Regions from separate parts of the Zea mays genome. Here region 2 is linked to region 1. The links are chromatin contacts, called in public Hi-C maps. All regions are on one chromosome and are shown on one strand. The core of a region is the stretch at or near the end of the contact, and the rest is flanking DNA. Distances in the headings are between cores, read along the strand shown.

Evidence for each region. A called contact is a pair of places that touch in the nucleus more often than the background predicts.
Region 2: a Hi-C map of ear shows a contact between it and region 1, with 2.8 times the contacts expected there. The contact joins the enhancer-like site here to the promoter of LOC103641205 in region 1. A contact is called at or near these places in 10 of 25 Hi-C or Micro-C datasets (bundle sheath, ear, endosperm and 2 more).

Annotation. Positions count from the first base shown.
Region 1 is chr10:72,465,051-72,472,538 of Zm-B73-REFERENCE-NAM-5.0, forward strand. LOC103641205 (somatic embryogenesis receptor kinase 2-like) reads right to left here and starts at 2,579. Exons shown (of 11, transcript NM_001326455.1): 1 at 2,260-2,579; 2 at 786-918; 3 at 628-699; 4 at 42-185. The coding sequence starts at 2,362.
Region 2 is chr10:72,544,286-72,551,773 of Zm-B73-REFERENCE-NAM-5.0, forward strand. No RefSeq gene overlaps it. Among protein-coding and RNA genes, the nearest start is that of LOC100284673, 60 kb to the right of the region's middle. Within about 2 kb of position 3,021, at least 17 of the 20 cell types and tissues checked have an H3K27ac peak or open chromatin away from gene starts, as enhancers often do. A contact at or near this core is called in bundle sheath, ear, endosperm and 2 more, where this site is marked.

The DNA of each region.
Region 1 (7,488 bases), core at 1,329-3,828:
TCTACAGTAACTAGTAGGGAAAATCAATGTGAATATCTTACAAGAACCGCAGCTTCAATAGCTTCCCCAATGAATCTGGTATGGGACCAGTGAAGTTGTTCAAGTACAAATCCAAACTGACCAAGTTTGTAAGATTCCCAAGTTCACTAGGTATAGTGCCACTGATATTATTACTGTAGAGCTCCCTGTATAAAAACACGATATGAAGGCAGTGACTAATTTTAAAAACAAAAGAAAGTAACCAAGCTATGGCATGCCACAGTAAATGGTTGAGGTCATTAGTGATTAACAAAGGCAGTGAATGTTACTTTGATGTCACCCAGTTAATAGTGGCAACAGCATTGTCATTTTATATAGAACAGGCTCGACATTTAAGACAGAATATGCCAGTCACTTATTTTGAGAGGAAGATGTGCTGTGTATTATACCTCGCCAGAGCAACATGTGATATTTAGACATTGTAGCTGCATAACCTTATTTTCATCTATGTAATAAGTATTCTGAACAGGATATTTCTTATATGAGCAATCATGCCTGAAATGTTTTCACCTAGAAAGCTAATATACTCTTCCTCCACATGCAAAATCAGTATGGGATTACAAAACACAGCAAAGGAAGAGAACTTACAGGTACTGCAAGTTTTTGAGCTGGCCAAGTTGCGGAACCAAAGTTCCTGATAGTGCAGCATTTCCAAGATCACTGCAAATGAGGAAAAACTTTCAGTACGAAACACAGAATATGTGCAACTCACTGATGAAATATAGTGGAGGAAAAGGTGAACCTACACTCTGATAACACTGTTGTCATTATTGCAGGTAACATGAAACCAAGTGCAGGGGTTGACCAGAGTGGGATCCCAACTTTGTAGAACATTATTAGGATCATTTAAGTTAGTCCTCAAGCTATGCAAGGCATCACCTGTCAATAGCAGAATGGAAAATACATACTTCTTTAGTCAGAAATGTCACTCGCAAACAAAGGAGTGCGTCAATCAAAAAAAAAACTGTATCCCTAGATAATATCCTTAAATACAAAGTTTCCCTAGTACTTTGTTTGTTAGGTAGTCATAACTTAAAAAAAAGCATCATCAAATACAAATGAAAATGATAATATCGAAATCCACTCCACTAGTACTTGTAGCGAATGGGCTAATGGCATCAAGGAAGAAAGAGCTTCAGCTCTACAACTCAGAATTTAAACAGTTTCCCTCAAATTAGTAGAAGCATCAAAGCAAAAACGCAACAGGACAACTGTCTATCCTACGACAAAACACTTTGCTCCGAACAAACAAAATACAGCACAACGGCACCCCCAAAACAAGCAAGCAACACAAGCGAGTCATCAGCGTGAGCCTAACGGCACCCAAAACAAGCAAGCAACACAAGCAAGTCATGCAAAGTCCTAACTCCTAGCCAATCCCATCCCAAGAACCAGAAACAGACAACCAACCATAAACCGCTGCTCATCCCCTCCCCTCCACTACCCCCCAACAAGCAAATCATATGACTAGGAGTATGAAAAAAATCACTCTGAGTAGCATAACCAAACACAGACACCGAGGCCCTCCCTGAGAATTGCCCGGCCACCAACTAGAAACAGAAGTATATCCAGAGACAACAAAACCACGTCAGGAGACGTCCAAATCAAGCCTAACGACCGGTAAGGCGACTGTGCTAGCGTTGCCCGAACAAACCAGCGCGCAGCAAACATCAAGCAGAATCTAGCGAAGCAATTTAATGGAACAGTAGTACGAAGCCACGGGCGGTAGGGCATCACGTCAGGACGCACAGGGCCGCAGCAGGACCGACGGCTGAAACGGGGGCGGCATGAACGCCCCAAAGTCAGATGAATTCAGAGAGGATAGGAGGAATCCAATAAATCATGCCAAGACACTAAACTCTCTAAGTTTTGGTCTCGGAGAGCACGAAATTTGCAGCGAGGAGAAGGACGGCACGGCCAGTTGCCAGACACCCGAATCCGCGGCAGAGCAGAAGTAAATTCGAATTTGTTTGGCCAAACGCAGAAACGGCTCCGCGAGGGCCAGGAATGGCGCCCAGCCAAACCCCTCGGGAACGGCACTTGCCGCGTGCATCGTGGTGTGCTAGACCAACCCACCGATTTGAAGTAGGTCCCGTGGGAGCAGACAGAGCTCCCGGAAACAACCCAGCGGCAGACGGGCCAACTCGGCGGCGGGAGGGGTGAGCAAGAGCAAGGCAAGCAAAGCGGGGAGAGCAAGACGGGCGCACCGCCGCACCGCACCTTCGGTGTTGGCCAGCACGAGCGCGGCCGGGTGGAGCAGCCGCAGCAGCAGCGGCAGCAGGGCCCAGACCGCTGACCGGCGCCGCGCCTCCGCCGCAGCCATTGCCGCGCGACACCCACCTCCGCTAGATCCCTCGTCGGCCCGCCGCCATTCCAGCCGGATCAGGCAGTCCGCAGCGCCGCCCCGGCAGGCCGGGCGATCCGGCGAGGATTCGGTCCGGCGGGCGCAGGCTCCGCTTCCGCCGGCCCCGCCCCCGTCCCTCTCTCTCTCCTCTTTCTCGATCTCTCCGAATCGTCCCCCCACCTTTCACCCACTCTGCGGCTGCGCTTCCCTTTTCGACGGCCTCGCCCTTTTTCTTTTTTATCGCCTGGGCTCCTTTTCGCTGCGGTTGCGTAGAACGGCGATACGACGAGGCACGGGTGGTGGGATAGGGGTGGGGGTGGAATCGAACGGGATTAGAGATTGCAATGGGTACAAACTCGTTGGGTTTTGCCATCCCAAATCTGTACCCGTGAAAAATATATATGCCCATTAAAAAACCCGTACCCATGACGGGTTTGAGATTTTGCCCAAACCCGTACCCATCGGGTTAGCGGGTACCCATGGGTTACCCGCGGGTTTCATCTCCAATATACTTGTTCTTCTCATAATCAATAAGTATCGTAATGATTAATGAGATCATGATCCAAATTTTATGTAATGAACAATGAGTTCATGATTTGGTATAAAAATTATTAGTAGAGAGAATGAAATACAAATAATAAGTTGTATAATTAAGTGACCTTGCACTAAGTTATCCATCCATCACATATATAACACTAGTAAAAACTATAATAGCAAGCAAGCAACACTCTCACCGACTACTAATACATTCACCAGTTGATAAAGTTAGGAAGTAAATAAGGAATAACAAGTGTGTTGTTCATTTATAAAATAAAATGACAATATGCACTAGGTTTGGTCGGGTTTAAAAAACTCACGGGTTCACGGGTTTGGGTACTATAGGAACAAACCCGTACCCATAAACCCGTCGGGTATAGATTTATGCCCATTAACAAACCAATGGGTATGAAAATTGACCCAAACCCGTACCCTAATGGGGTAAAAACCCATCGGGTTTCGGGTACCCATTGCCATCTCTAAACGGGATATTGTTTTTTTAGGGGGGGAAAGGGGAGCGTGGGCGTGGGTAGCTTCTCGCTCGTGTTTTGGCTTTTGTTTAGGCGGGCGTGGGTTTAGGAGCCAGAGCTTGGATTAGCGGCGCCAAAGACGCAGGCACGGGATAGTGTGGGTTTGCGATGCGACTGGGGCTGCGAGCGAGCGAGCCAGCCCCGATGGGCATGGACGACGCCGCTGCGGTGCCGGAACGGAGTCAACGAAACGGGGCTACTGTGGGTGGGACGGCGGGAGGATAGATCCCGTGCGGATGGTCGAACAGGCAGCAGAAAGTTTTATATGATCACCACCAACTCACTGGTTGTCCGTCGGGTTTCCACTCTCAACTGTTGGTCAAGGGGGATGTCTTCAGCTTTTAACTTCTCCCAACAAAGCTATTTCTAAGCAGCTAAACATTTAAAATGATAACTAATTCAGGTGGCGAGCAGTAGATAATCACTTCTTCATTTATATTAGGAGTTGGAAGCTAAAAAAACCCCATTCACTCTACTCATTGTTATATTTTGTTAAGGCATCCGTACCGGTTGAAGGTGTTGACGCCGATCTGGGCGCAAAACACTGGAACGGTTGCCTGGCGGTGCTTTCTACGGAGGTGTGGATGGTCCGCGGCCGGGGGCCGGACGGTCCACGACCTGGCGTAGGAACGACTTCTCCTCTGCTTGCTTACGTCCGGATGGTCCGCGCCTAGGGCTCGGACGGTCCACGCCTGGGGCTCGGACGGTCCACGATGGCGCAAAAGGGTCTTCTTCTTCGCAGTAGGCCTAGATCTCGCCTCTCGGGAGGGAGCCTGTCGGGGAGGATAGATCCTAGGCAGCAGGCCACCCATGACGTCTCTAGTCGACGTAGAGTCGAAGAGAGGTAAAGATTTGATGTAGAGGGAGACTAAACCAAGGCTAAACTAAAACTACTCCTAATACATAAGGTAAAAACGATAAGTAGATTTGATTTGATCGATTATAAGGGATTCAATCGGCCGTAACCCTTCATCTATATAAAGGAGAGGTCTAGACCCATTACAAGTCGTTTTCCGAGTTAATCCCTCAGATTTAGCTAACAAATCACACAATAAACTCGAAATCCTAACTGATTATGCGCACGCGCGGACCGTCCAGGCCACCACCACGGACCGTCCAGCCTCAGGGCCGGACCGTCTGCAAGGACATTTTCTGTGTTCAACATATGCCCCCATGTCTTTTGGTGGAGGTTGACGGACCAAAAGCATATGCACTAAGCGTGGTGCAAGTCATCGGCTTTTCAAACCAATAGAGCGATCATTTAATAGAGCTCTAATGCATATAGGTCGTTTAGGATTGCATCTTTCTTGGCCATAACCATCTAATCAACGGATCAAAAGGTATAGAATGGAGGTGTCCCCCAGCCTGAATAGACAAAGGGACTATGCATATACCATGGGTTCATCGTCGTTCAAAGTCGCCTAGAGGGGGTGGATAGGCGAAAACTGAAATTTATAAACTTTAAGCACACTTCAAGCCGGGGTTAGCGTTAGAATAAAAGTTAAGTCCGGGAGAGAGGGGAAATCAAATCAACCAAGAAAATAAGGCGGATGACACGGTGATTTGTTTTACCGAGGTTCGGTTCCAAAGAACCTAGTCCCCGTTGAGGTGGTCACAAAGACCGGGTCTCTTTCAACCCTTTCCCTCTCTCAAACGGTCACCTAGACCGAGTGAGCTTTCTCCTTAATCAAACGGGTCACTTAGACCCCACAAGGACCACCACACACTTGGTGTCTCTTGCTTTAATTATAAGTCACTTAGAGAACAAGAATGAGGAAGAAGAAAGCCAACCAAGCAACAAGAGCAACAAAGAAACACAAGACAATCTTCTCACAAGTCCTAAAATACTAGAGTTAAATTGTGGACTTGGATTTGATCGGAGGCTTTGATTTGTGTCTTGGAGTGTAGTGTATTGCTCTTGTATTGAATGCACTGTTGTGAATGCTTGGATCGTTGGAGTGGAGGTGGTTGGGGGGGTATTTATAGCCCTCAACCACCAATTCAACCGTTGGGGCAGACTGCTGTCGATGGGTGCACCGGACAGTGTCTGGTGCGCCAGCCACGTCACCCAACCGTTAGGGTTTTGACGGTTTCGATCGTAGGATCTTTGTCTTCATGTGGCACCGGACAGTCCGGTGCCACACCGGACAGTCCATGTTCACCGTTCGATGTGCCTTCTGGCAGCTGCTCTGACTCTGCGCGAACTGTCTGCGCACTGTAGCACTTTTGCATGTGTCTGTTGCAGTCGACCGTTGCGCTGGAGTCGTTGCTCCGCTGGTGCACTGGACAGTCCGATGGCACACCGGACAGTCTGGTGAATTATAGCGGAGCGGCTCTTCTGAAACCCGAAGGTGGCAAGTTTAGACTCGTATGGCCTTGGGCACCGGACACTGTCCGGTGCGCCAAACCAGGGTGCTCTTCGATTTCTTTTGCTCCTTTCTTTTTGAACCCTAACTTGATCTTTTTATTGGTTCATGTTGAACCTTTAGCACCTGTAGAATATATAATCTAGAGCAAACTAGTTAGTCTAATTAATTGTGTTGGGCATTCAACCACCAAAATTATATTTAGGAAAAGGTTAAACCCTATTTCCCTTTCAATCTCCCCCTTTTTGGTGATTGATGCCAACACAAACCAAAGCAAATATACAAGTGTAGAATTGAACTAGTTTGCATAAGGTAAGTGTAAAGGTTGCTTGGAGTTAAACCAATTTATACTTCTATTAGATATGCATGGTTGGTTTTCTTTTATTTAACATTTTGGACCACGCTTGCACCACTTGTTTTGTTTTTGCAAATTATTTTGGAAAAATCTTTTCAAAGTCTTTTTGCAAATAGTCAAAGGTATATGAATAAGATTTCAAGAAGCATTTTCAAGATTTGAAATTTTCTCTCCATGTTTCAAATGCTTTTTCTTTGACTAGACAAACCTCCCCCTGAATAAATTCTCCTCTTAGCTTTCAAGAGGGTTTTACCAGTTTTGCAAATACCAAATTGAGTAAAATCAAATACATTTAGATACCAATTTTGAAAGATTCTTGAGAGTAAACATACCAAAATATGCCAATTGAAAATTTTGAAATTGGTGGTGGTGCGGTCCTTTTGCTTTGGGCTTAATATTTCTCCCCCTTTGGCATTAATCGCCAAAAACGGAGACTTTGAGAGCCCTTTTTACGTTCTCTCCTATTGGTATAAGTAAATATGAGTGAAGATTATACCAATCGAAGAGTGGTGTGGAGTGATGGCGAAGGGTAAATGATACCAATTAGAGTGGAGTGGAAGCCTTGTCTTCGCCGAAAACTCCATTTCCCTTTCAATATACGACTTATCATGGAAATACACTTGAAAGCATATTAGTCGTAGACATAAAAGAGATATGATCAAAGGTATATAAATGAGCTATGTGTGCAAAGTGTCAATCAAAGTTCCGAGAATCAAGAATGTTTAGCTCATTCCTAAGTTTGGTAAAGGTTTTCTCATCTAATGGTTTGGTGAAGATATCGAATAATTGTTCTTTGGTGCTAACATAAGCTATCTCGATATCCCCCCTTTGTTGGTGATCCCTCAAAAAGTGATACCGAATGTCTATGTGCTTAGTGCGGCTGTGTTCAACGGGATTATCCGCCATGCGGATTGCACTCTCATTGTCACATAGGAGAGGGACTTTGCTCAATTTGTAGCCATAGTCCCTAAGGGTTTGCCTCATCCAAAGTAATTGCACACAACAATGACCTGTGGCAATATACTCGGCTTTGGCGGTAGAAAGAGTTATTGAGTTTTGTTTCTTTGAAGCCCAAGACACCAGGGATCTCCCTAGAAACTGACAAGTCCCTGATGTGCTCTTCCTATCAATTTTACACCCTTCCCAATCGGCATCTGAATATCCTATTAAATCAAAAGTGGATCCCTTGGGGTACCAAAGTACAAACTTAGGTGTATAAACTAAGTATCTCATGATTCTTTTCACGGCCCTAAGGTGAACTTCCTTAGGATCGGCTTGGAACCTTGCACACATGCATACAGAAAGCATAATATCCGG
Region 2 (7,488 bases), core at 1,771-4,270, 80 kb after region 1:
TCATGTCCGGTCAGTAGCGACTTATGTGGCAGGTTGGGCTTCAGGTGGACGATGAGCTGGACGGCGTGATGGCGTCGTCGTCGGATGCGGTGTCCAGAACAACCCGAGAGTCATCGACGTTGGCGACAACCATGAGCCCCCCTGCTTAACGATGGACAACGCGGTGAAGCTGCTCTGGACCGCGTCCAAGCGGCGGCTTCGCGGGAGCTTGTCGTACACAGCAGCGCATGCGACCACGTAAGACTGCTTTTAGAGGTCGAACTGACAGTCGCCAAGCTTCTTCTCGTCATCGATAAGCGACGACAACGTGAGTGCCTCCTGCTCATGGAGTTTGTTAGGGGTTTGAAGTAGGAAACATGGATTCATGCTTGGCGTTGGTTTATGAAAATGACTCACAAGTCTGATCCATGGAAAAAAATATTACGAAGAAAAAATGTCACACATGCAAAAAAGGGAATTTAAGTATAATGCATTATTCAAACAAAAGAAATAACATGCAAAGCTCTTCTTTAAATAATATTACCTCCATCCAAAAATATAATTCAAAAATCTCGGTGATACTTATCTACTACTACGCATTGTGCAATGGTAGCAAGTGAGCTTGGAGAGAGATGTAGTAGATGTGTTTCCTGTCATAGATGTAGACATAAACACATATAGGTGGGTGCCCGTGCGTTGCAACAGAAACATTTAATATCATGATAACTTATGAACAAATGTGTGTTATACTGTTATGTGAAAATGTTTCGTAATTAATTTGTGATCTTAGCCATACATAAATTTTGTTATTTCAATCTAACTATTTTATCACTACATTGCAACCAACAGTACCGTGCAGACTTCTATACATGATAGCTGAATGCCCGTGCGTTGCAACGGAAATATATAATACCAGTATACTACGATAACTTATATACAAAGTATGTGTTATACCGTTATGAGAAAATGTTTCATAATCAATTTGTGATTCTGGCCATACATAAATTTTGTTATTTATAATCTATTTGTTTCACCACTACATTGCAACCATCAGTATCATACAGACTTCGATATATGTCACGATTTGCATGGTTTCATTATTAGAGAGCACGTTTCACACATACCGGAAGAAATTCCCTCATACATCGTTAGTCATCGGACACGTACCACCATACGCTTTTGCTTAAACAAAAAGGTAAGTGTGTGTTTGCAAGACTAATGGTCAAACATCGTATAACCATAAAGTTAGAATACTATATTAATATATTAAATAAATTAATCCAATAGACATAGATTAACCCAATTAACATAGGATAAATAAATATCTAATTATAAAAGTATGAAACATGATATAATCAATGTTGTTACTGCGTAGTAAATATTCATACGAGACTAACACAACTGAAACGGTTCAATTTGGAATTAAAATGGGGAAGTTACGAATTTCTAAAGTTTCTATGTATTTGATATATGATTAATTAGGAAATCAATTTTATTGTTGTTTTCATGACAAAACAGAGGTATTATGTGATAAAAATAATATTATAGAATTATAGAAATTGGAATGAACTCATTTGGATTTAATATGAAATTTCCATGAATTAAATGGGTTTTTGCAATTATTTTTAAACTATAAATCAATTTCTAAACTCATTTTCCCTATTTTCTTTATTTCCTGGACTGCGTCCCAAACTCCAGAAAGATCAGGGGCTAAACTATAAATGTTTTTCTAGACTCAGTGAGCATACATAGTGGACGGCGGGTTAAACACAAAAGACGTTTTAGTTGAAGTTGTACACAATTCAACATGAGTCATGTTGGCTAGAGGGTGGAAGGCTAGGTATTCTGCTCAATAGATGATCCAAGGTTTGATTCCTGAGCAGCCATGGTTTAATTTTTTTTTTGCGCGCGGAACGGGGGAGGGCAGAACGGCAGACTACTATTACTTACTTAATAAGTAGTAGAGATTTATGTTATCCAAATCTCATGGCGCCCCACAAAGCAGCCCCCCTCATGGTCGACTGCAATACAAGAGACCTCGGTTAGCTAATTCCTCTAGTATAAGCTCGAACTCAAGCTACGAGCCAAGTTGGCTCGAGTTGTGTATATATATTTTTTTCCACGAACGGTGGCTTTGCACGTGTTCCACTAAGAAAGAAGAGCTGGTCAAGTTGAAGATATAGGCTCTAGTTATTATTGGACATACTGATCAGTAGTCTAAATCCCAAGGTGAAAGCGAGGTAATCAAGGTCTAGTTAAACTAGTGCATGGCTCTAGTTATTATTAAAGTAATATTGGATATGCTCTTCCAAATTATAAGTCGACATCGACACGGTCACTAAAATATAACTTTCATATTTTTTTTTAAAAAAATGCATATAAACTTTTAATACATTTATATTTTTTGTAAATATAATTTCTAAAATAAATCTGTACATATGACTATTAGATTTCGAAACGAAATAATAAGGTAGTTATTTGTAGTTAAAGTGTTATAAGTTTGACTTAAATCTTATTTAAAACGGCTTCTAATTTAGAACGGGAGAGAGTACTTTTAATTTGGAGTATTTTTTTCCACTTGAGATATCGATCCCTTCAACTCAGCTAGCCGGTACGATCGAAGCATGTGCAAAACGACTATTCAAAACGTAACTTGTACGAACTTGCTACATTATTACAGACACCATAAGCAACATGACGCGTGCAGCAAAAGAGTATTGCGTGTGTGATATTCCCCTCATCTCCGGCACTTCTTTTGCTGTGCAGCAAAAGAGTATTGCGTGTGTGATATTCCCCTCATCTCCTGCACTTCTTTTGCTGCACGCGGATTGCTTTCGAAGCTTCCGCAACACGATCGCATCACATGCATGCGGCTGACTGCGGAGCAAAGCAAATTTTTTTTAACCTTTTTGATAAGAGCAAAGCAAAGCTTGAAAAGGTCCGCAAAGTGCAAGCATCCCCTCCTTTGGGCAGGAAAAACACACGGGCGGGCCCTTTTTGTACCTGGCAGCCTACTCTCGGGACTGGGCTATTGCTGGGCCTGGCCTTTCTAAAAGGTTATCTCTACCTCGGCTTTCAGCCCGCTCGAGCGTACTGTATGCACAAAGACGGCAGTAGCATTTTTAGAAAAAAAAAAAGGTCGTCCGGACCTCCTATTTCTGGGCCTGGCCGACATGGCAAATTAACCACGAGGAAGGTAAATCACGCTTTTACAATATTTCAGAATGAAAAGGTAGGATATTATTTTCTGTATTTCAGAATGAAAGGTAGGATATGATGCGTGTGGGGTTTTTTTTTCTGAAAGAATGTAAAACATGCATATTGCGTTTTTGTGTCCCTAGCTAGTACGGTGCGGTTTGCATTGTGATTGTGACGTGACGCCATCTCTCTTACCGAAGCAGTCTAGCGTGACGTGGGTTGCCAAGTGATAGTGTTGCTTGCTCATGCATCGATCGCGTGTCCAACGGGGAGGTGTCGTTGTTTCTTTATACACCATTTCAACCGGCGGGGATCCGTCCTCCCCTATTTTAAACCTCACCTTATAAATAACAATGTAAACTACTATTTATAATACAAAATAATATCTTGCATGGCTATATGTACCATAGCTATATGTATCATCCTGGCCTTAGCTTGCTTGTTTGCTCGCGACGTTCGTGTCGTTTTCTCTCTTTCTCCTATGATGCTCTGCCACATTGCAAATAACTCCACTAAATTTTCTAGAGTATCTCTCTATTAACCTTACCAAATTTTCTAGAGCTGAAACAGTCCCAAACACCCCTTACCATTTACAAACAACATGTATTACCAATTTTCTCATCAGTACTATGCAATTTTCTCATCAGTACAAACAACATGTATTACCTTGCCCTTGTTGGTAACACTAAAAGGGGAAAAGTTTACCAAGTACTATTGGTAAACAGCATACAAGATGTGCATGTTGATACATACCAGAAAGTTTGGCATGAGCGTAAGTTGTTATTTTAGGTCATGATTGTTTTTGTTGAAGATTCTATGGGCCATGCATATATGGAGGGGAGTGATGCTTCGTCCATGAGTTAAGTTGGAATAACAATAATTACTTGTTAAGAATATTCACATCCTCTTGGTAATCTGAGACTAGCTTCCTCATTGAGTCTAGCACATATGTAATACCATGTTCCATCGTGATTATAAAGAGTACCCGTTGGCTTCCTCATTTAGTCTAGCACATTAGTAATACCACGTTTCATCATGATCATAAGGAGTATTCGGTAGAAGCTGAACAATTGTCGGTGTAGAGAGCAAATGAGATGGGATATTTAATAGGAAAAGGTATAGGGAACGACACAAATAGGCACTAACTTCAAGTTGTAAGGTATAAGTGATAGTAATCTATAGGAGAATGAATAGGTGACTCCTGAAATTCAAAACTTAAAAACAAACTTAGGGCCTGTTTGGCACAGCTCTAGCTCCTGATTCTAGGCGAGGATCTGAAGGAGTCATGCCAAACAAGTGTTTTGTGAACTGATTCTCACGTGGAGCAGGAAGGATTGGGAGTCGTTTTTAATAGAAACGTGGGAGCTGAAAAAACCTGCTCCACCCTCCCTCAAAATAGCTCCTCAACCAACCAAATATGAACCTTCCCTCAATATTTGCCCAAAATTACCCGCAATTGCCATTAAAGAAACAACGACACCCCACGGCGCCCAACCTACACAGCGCCCGACCCTCCCGCGACCTCCTACCTCCTACCCGCAATTGCCATTAAACAAGAATCAGTTTACTTGTCAAACGATTTTAAAAATGATTCTGATTCTACAGGAGAATCAGAAAGATCAGCTCCTTAGAAGGATCAGGATCTAGAGCTAAAGAATCAGGAATTGGAGTTGTACCAAACGGGCCCTTAATCTAAATTAGATGTTAGCACAAAATGCAGATCAAATTAGAATGAGAGAGAAGAGAAGTTTTTCACTTTTAGATGCGGAATTAACTTATAGCAATCTCACAAGTGAAATCAAGAACTTATAATAAGAGAGGAAGAATAAATTGCAAACAAAGTAGAGCACATAAGACAACGATTTTTTCCGTGGTTCTACCAAGCCCCAAATGCTTGCTTACATCCACGTTGTGGTGTTCCAAAGGATGAGGGTTGCAACCAACCCTTCTCAAGTGATCCAATGATCAACTTGAGGCTACAATTCTTCTTTATTAATATCTCCTCGCAAGGAGCTCTACAGATTGAAGTCTCTTGCAGCCATACACAAGTTGATGGGAGTTACAACTCTAAAGAACAACGAGAGGGAGAAGTAGAATGCACACACAAGAGCAAAACGCAGCAACACAACACAAGAGAGCAGATCTCACAAGCACACGCACACTAGAATGACTAACTGAAAGGGAAATGTGCCCTTGGGCAATTTCAATAATGTTTTGGTGATTAAGTGCCCAACACGGTTAATTAAGTTCTTATGTGCCAAGTAAAGTGAGAAGTGCAAATCAAAGAAAAAGGTATGTTTCTAGACTTAGTACATTGTTTTGAGTACTAATGTGTTTTGTCTAAGTGCTAGAAACAGTGAGAAAAGAATTGGAAAAAGAGTTGGTTATGTGCAGCAAACTTCAGCTCGGCTTGGCACACCGGACTGTCCGGTGCACCAGGCTGGTCCGTGTGAACTCGCCGCTCTCGGGACTCGACGGCGGCATACGGCTAAAAATCACCGGACCGTCCGGTGGTGCACCGGACTGTCCGGTGCGTCATCCGCGGCGAACTTGTCGCCCTCGAGAAAAGCAAAGGGGTGACGTGGCTATAATTCACCGGACTGTCCGGTGGTGCACCGGACTGTCCGGTGAGCCAACGGTCGCCTGCGCCAACGGTCGGTCGCGCAATCTTCGCGCGACACATGGACTGCTCCAACATTCAGTTGGTGCACGGACTGTCCGGTGTGCACTGAACAGTGTCCGGTGCGCCAATCAGCCCAGAGGAGAAACGGTCGGATATGCCAAATTTGGAAGGAGATCGCGCACTGGACCATCTACAGGACCTGCCCGGTGGCACACCGGACTGTCCGCTGCACCACTCGACAGAAGGCAGGGATGGCCTTCCATGTTTGTCTTCAACGGCTCCTAGCTGCCTTGGGGCTATAAAAGAGACTCCTAGGCGCATGGAGGAGTCACCTAAGCATTCACTAAGCATTCTAAGACTCCCGCACTCCGCCTCCGCGCAATTGATCGACTGTGTTAGTGATTTGAGCTCCGTTTGAGTCATGAACTCACTGTGCTACGTTTCGAGCTCAAGTCTTGGCTTGTGTGCGTGTGTGTGCTGCGGATTTGTGTCTTGTGTGTGTTGCTCTTCCCAACCTTACTCCGTGCTTTCTTTGTGATCTCTATTGTAAGGGCGAGAGACTCCAATTTGTGGAGATTCCTCGCAAACGAGAACAATACTCTAAAGGAAAAACCGTGGTATTCAAGTTGATCATCGGATCACTTGAAAGGGGTTGAGTGCAACCCTCGTCCATTGGGACGCCACAACGTGGAAGTAGGCAAGTGCTAGTTGGCCGAACCACGGGATAAAAATCACGTGTCTTGTGTGGCTTTCTCTGTGATTGTTGTGTTCACAAGAACTCGCTTCAAGCTACTTAGCCGTACTAACACTTATAACTAAGTTTTGTGGCTATTAGTGTTTGATTTTTACAGGATCACCTATTCACCCCCCTCCTTCTAGGTGCTCTCAATTGGTATTGGAGCCGTACTCTTTATCTAAGGGACTAACCGCCCGAAGAGATGGATCTTAAGGGAAAGGGGATGGTGGTCAATGACAAGGAGAAGGAGTTCATCTTCAACGAGCCAAGAGATGACAAGCCCACTGACTCAGGCTCGAGTCACAAGAAGAAGGACGGGAAGAAGAGGCGCATCAAGAAGTTCATCTACTACGACAGCGATGCATCTTCTTCTTCACTAAGAGACGACGACGACGACTCTTCGTCGAAAAAGAGAACGGTTAATCAAAACTACTCTTTTGACTATTCTCGCATGCCATACAATTCGAATGCACATTTACTTTTTATTCCTCTAGGAAAACCTCCACACTTTGATGGAGAGGACTACTCATTTTGGAGTCATAAAATGCATAGTCATCTATTTTCTCTCCATCCTAGCATTTGGGAAATAATGGAAAATGGAATGCATTTCGATAGTACGGATAACCCTGTGATTATTAATAAGCAAATCCATAAGAATGCCTAAGCTACTACTGTGTTGTTAGCATATCTCTTTGCAGGGACGAGTATAATAAAGTAAGTGGCTTGGACAACGCCAAGCAAATCTGGGACACCCTCAAGATCTCACATGAGTGAAATGATGCTACAATGATCACCAAAATGGAACTGGTGGAAGGCGAGCTAGGGAGATTCGCCATGATCAGGGGAGAAGAGCCAACACAAACCTACAACAGGCTCAAGACCCTGATCAACAAGATTAGAAGCTATGGAAGCACAAGATGGACGGATCATGACGTCGTCCGACTCATGCTCA